Regions from separate parts of the Danio rerio genome. Here region 1 is linked to region 2. A link is a contact called in public Hi-C data. All regions are on one chromosome and are shown on one strand. Each heading gives the region's core, a stretch centred on a gene start, on an enhancer-like site or on the middle of the called end of the contact. The rest is flanking DNA. Distances are from core to core; before and after follow the strand shown.

Region 1 (2,700 bases), core at 186-2,685, 310 kb after region 2:
ATGTTAAATCAGGTTTATTTTGTACATTAACATAATGGATGTCCATAAAGCAGGGGATATTAATGTGTATCCTCCTGTCACATTTACGTGCAAAAACAGTGCAAAGTTAAATGCGCGCACTGTGTGTGTAGGCATGGGCCGGAATAAGATTCTGATTTTATAACCTTGGAAAAAATATCACTGTTTCACGATATTGTAATTATTCCTCCAAAATAAATTATTTTTAAATGTCTGGGACACAACAACTTTTGCCCCTATTGAACACAATAGATTTATTTTATATATATATATATATATATATATATATATATATATATATATATATATATATATATATATTAGACCAGTAGCTTTTAGTGTAGAGGTTCCTTTTTTGCTGGAGATTCTGTTGCCCTAAAAAAACTAACTAAAGTAATCGTGAAAAAAAAACAAAAAAACATACACATACCTTAGAAACTGTATAACTGAAAACATTACGGTTTTAAAACTTTTACTATTCACAACTGTTTATCGTCCCATCCCTGTGTGTGTGTGTGTCTGTGTAAACTTTCTAACAACATTGTGTGCGACTCATCATAGAAAGGCTTGAATTAACTCCACAACAAATACATCAAATAATCATTGGGAGATTTCTTACTGAAGTATTTCTCACAAACTTTACGGGAGATCTTTTTGTCACTGTGCTGTTTATCTGTCGCAGCCGAGGCAGAGATTGAGGCACACTCCGACAGGCACGAGGGAACGGTGGGCAGGGTGAATTGGCATTAAGGGCGCAGGCCACAAAAACAGCTACATTGTGTTCAAAGCAGAAAATTCCAAACTTCTAAAGGTATAATAAATAATCTGAGAGGTGTTTTGAGCTGAAACTTTACAGACCCATTCTGGAGACACAAAAGACTTATCTTAAATCTTGATTAAGGGGTAAAATAGGTGCCATTTAAAGGAATATCAGCTGAAGTCAAAACAGCAATGTTCAATTTGTCACTGAAATCTTTGTAAGGTTAGAAATGTCAGAAAGATTAGTTAAAGGTCTAAGATGCACCATGCAGAAACCATTATGGAAAACATATCAATCAGAATTTTTTTTACCGTGTTAACAGCAGTCATTCAGGTTAACATGGAGTTTAAACACGTAAATAAAAGGAGCTCATTTAAGAACGATGTCTAAGGGTTAATTACTTTAGAAACGAAGATAAGTTTATGTTGTCTTAAATTTGTACTTCAGTTACACGCAAAAAGTATGAAATAAATACGCTCAACGAAAATAATACAAAGCAATGTGAGAGTACAGATGACTACTCACCAGTTTCATGTATCTGGAGAGTTTAATGTAAGATTAACGCGATGATTCGGTATTTTGAGAAATGCTGTTAACGTTACATTCACACGTTTAGCAAAATAAACAACATGAAAACTGAATGAGATAAAATACAGTTCAAACCTTTAATTTTCCTCCTGTTTAGATCAGAGCAAGTTTCCTAGTTCAGCATCACGCTAACGTTTAGCGGAAATGACGTCCAGGATGTTGCTGAAAAGTCTATATACAATTCAAAACGCTTTACCAAAATATGTTGTGCATTAACCATTTTAAAATAATACATTTAGTCAGTATTTATAAAATCTTATTTTTATATCAAACTAAAAAAGTAAATAACAACTACTTGTTAAAAGTAATGTGATGCTGTGTACAATAAAAATCCCTTTAATTGTCTTTGGAACAATCCTACGGTACAAGTACCGACACTCGGCATGTAAAGTACACATGTTTATATGTTTGAATGAACGTATTTTGCTTAGACTTGTAAGGTTTAATTGTAAAAGCTTTTGTCATAGACGAAAGGAAGCCGCTTCCGCTGTGCTGCTTCCTTGTTGTTCACAGTGAAGACTACACGTGTGTCCAGAGAGTGATGCCAGTAAACAGAAAAAGAGAACAAGGAAAAGATGCTGCCGTGAGTCTGCCAGTGTTTAAATTCAGTTTATGTTGGTTGTAACAGGATAGGCTCAGTGCCATTAACTTTAGGAATCATGTCATTGAAATGTATTTTCGCCACTTAAAAACTGTCAAAAGTATCCCGTATTATGGTTCTCTGGCGTAGTTTAGTAGTGGTACTGCATAATAAAAATACTAAATTATATAATATATGATGACAATATGTGAACTGGAGTGTGAGGTGTCTAGGGGCCAAAGGCAGGGGCGGGATTTAACCAATAAATAAGGTAAACAGTCACTTAATCCCCCAGAGAATCTGGGAGCCCCCGATAAATGTATGGAAGCATAAATTATACCTACAAATTATGTAACATAGTTTACTATCATATGTTGGTGAAGGTCTAACAAATTTTAACGTCATTATTGCATGCAAAATTGTCCCCCGCCCCTAATCAGAGCAGTTTATTCAGGTAACAAAAAATTTAGTTTTAAAAATTAAATAGTTGATTTATTGTTTTAAATTGTGAATTTATTTTAAGAAAACAAATAATTTATAGTGTAGAGATTGTATTAAAATATAAAGTATTAAAGCAAAGGGCAGCACGGTGGCGCAGTGGGTAGCACAATCGCCTCACAACAAGAAGGTTGCTGGTTTGAGCCTCGGCTGGGTCAGTTAGCATTTCTGTGTGGAGTTTGCATGTTCTCCTCGTGTTGGCATGGGTTTCCTCCGGTCACTCCGGTTTACCCCACAAGTCCATAAACCTCTAGTA
Region 2 (2,700 bases), core at 21-2,520:
TTCAGGATCAATATAGATGTCCTACTTAGAGAAATCACACTAACCATAAAATGTTTACTTCAGTAACACTCAGACAACAAATTCCCCAGTATAGCCTAACCTCTGTCTATTCTGAAGAATTCCATGGATGCTTTGTTCATATACAGTTGAAGTCAGAATTAGTAGCCCCCCTGTTTATTTTTTCCCCAATTTCTGTGAAAAACGGAAAGATTTTCAACATTTCTAAACATAATAGTTTTAATAACTCATTTCTAATAACTGGTTTATTTTACCTTTACCATGATGACAGTAAATAATATTTCACTAGATATTTTTCAAGACACTTCTATACCACTAAAAGTGACATTTAAAGGCTTAACTAGGGTAATTAAGTTAACTAGGCAGGTTAGGGTAATTAGGCAAGTTATTGAATAATGATGGTTTGTTCTGTAGACTATTGAAAAAATATAGCTTAAAAGGGGCTAATAATTTTGACTTTAAAATGTTTTTTTTTAATTATTATTAAAAACTGCTTTTATTCTAGTCAAAATAAAACAAATCAGACTTTCTCCAGAAAAAAATAATACCAGACATGCTGTGAAAATTTGTTAAACATAATTTGAGAAATATTATAAAAAAAAAAATCGAAGGCAGCTAATAATTCTGACTTCAACTGTATCATCCACCAGATGTATATCATATTTTTTAACTACATATTTGTATTATAATATGATAAAAGAAGATTCTTGACTCTGGTTTTAACCACGTTAATATTTATATTATAAAAGTGTACGTGAATTATAAACACTTTAATTACTTTTTAATACCATGTCTTAATGTACTGTGATTAATGAATAGGGAAGTATGGTGGTCAGTTGTAGATATTTTCAGTACAATCTTTCCTTTAATAAAAAGAACGTGAAAATGATGTCTTAATGTAGGGTTTGAAACCACAGTCTTTATTTTGCAGACAGATGTTTAACCACTAAGCCACAACGCCCCATTATGGTCATCCAGCAGGACTCACTTTGTTCCGGTGGTGTCCACAGTCTGTATGAAGAAGAAGCGAGCAGGAAGGACAGCGTTTGTCTCCAGTCCTGGACCCCACACCAAAGTTTTGCTCGCGCTGGGCGCTGCCGCTGCCTTTGATCTCCGCGTCAGGAAAATGATGCAAGACATCAAGAGCAGCAAAAGTTTCCTCAACATGTTTATGGAGAAGGGCTTTCAGTAGTGGACGCGTTCATTTGTCATCTCCTCCTCATCACAATGGCAACGCTCAAAAGAGCTCTGAATAAAACAGCTTAAAACACTAATAATACATGTTTTACCACATACTCACATTCTGTGGAATATCAGCAGCTCGGTGCAAACTAACCGTACGTTCACACCGAAAGCGGCGAGAGCGTCCAAGGTCGCTCTGGCCGCCCTGGCGACAACGCTGACTGCCTTCAGCTCCGGCGGCGAGAGCGTCAAAACTCGCTACACTGATCTCATATTTAAAGGAGCCGTTGCAGCATATCAGTTACATTCCTGCATAAGGCATGTTTTTAGCGTGAAAATGTTGCGCACTTTTTTATCAAATTCATATAACAATGGAATATCAAGTTGCGTGTGGTGTGGCTTTGCTCTATTTATTCAATATGTGTCCGTATGTCTGAAATATCCTGAAGCAGCAGTACTGTTTTGTACTGTCACATCGCGTGAGATTCCCGCTTTTTAAAGATAAATTTATATAACATTAATGAACATCAGTAACTCGCCAGTGACTTATTTAATGTATGTTCCTGTAAGAAAACATTGTAAATAATTGGAAATCCGGCGACCGCAATAATCAAACCCTTGGGAACAACTGTGGTCGGAACCAAAGTTCACAGGTCTGTGTTCCCTGAACTGCTATCAAGCAGTGGACGTCTTCATTCTGATTGCTTGCCGCCGAAACGCGTCATAGCTCATTACCATAAAGTTGACTTCATTTCAACTCTCCTCGACGCTCACGCCGGCGAAGACGCGCCGCGCTGCTCCTCGCCGCTTATCGTCGCCTATCGCCTCCGGCTCTCATTGAAAATGAATGACTTCCGGCTACTTTGACGCTCTCGCCGCTTTCGGTGTGAACGTACGGTAACCCACAGAAACACTCGTGTGAAAAATCTCTGTGAACGTGAATATGATTGGACGTTCGAACCTTGTGTACTATGATGCCACAATTTACTGGAGGGTGATTGGCTGTGTAATAGGAAGAGGAAAGACGCTTGCAAATGTTGCTTGGAGTCGGCGCTGTGTGTATTTGGTTGAGCGTAACGGATCTGTCAGTCACAATGTGCATATTATCAGCTACAAACATGACAAAAGGTGTTGTTACTAAAGTGAAGCTGTGGCGACCGCTGTCTTTCATTGAAGAGAACCCAGCAACAATGACGGTGGGGACTGCGAATTTACCATGACACATTCTTGAAGGATGGCTAGATACTGTAACGTTAGATGTGTTCTGGCTAATTTACGTCCTGGACATGAACACACATTAATTGTTTAATCTTCCAGGTTTTAAATAGTTTGTCCAAACTTAGCAAAAAAAAAAAAAAAAACATAAAAATACAAGGAATGTCACTGGTTATAACTAGAAGTAAAACTGTCATAAAATGTTCCATAGCCATTTTGTAATGTGAATAATCAGTTAACTGGTATGTAATACGTAAAAAGTCACTTTAAATAAAACTAATCTAG

Evidence for each region. Hi-C and Micro-C count contacts between places; a contact is called where the count stands out from the background.
Region 1: a contact with region 2 is called in a Hi-C map of hematopoietic stem cells, with 2.3 times the contacts expected there. The contact joins the promoter of gtf2e1 here to the promoter of poglut2 in region 2.

The regions. Positions count from the first base shown.
Region 1 is chr9:29,391,602-29,394,301 of GRCz12tu, forward strand. It overlaps gtf2e1 (general transcription factor IIE, polypeptide 1, alpha), which reads right to left and starts at 1,436. Exons shown (of 5, transcript NM_001045145.1): 1 at 1,304-1,436. lcmt2 (leucine carboxyl methyltransferase 2) reads left to right here and starts at 1,908. Exons shown (of 14, transcript NM_001128557.1): 1 at 1,908-1,949. The coding sequence starts at 1,908.
Region 2 is chr9:29,081,756-29,084,455 of GRCz12tu, forward strand. It overlaps poglut2 (protein O-glucosyltransferase 2), which reads right to left and starts at 1,271. Exons shown (of 10, transcript NM_200931.1): 1 at 1,007-1,271. The coding sequence starts at 1,185.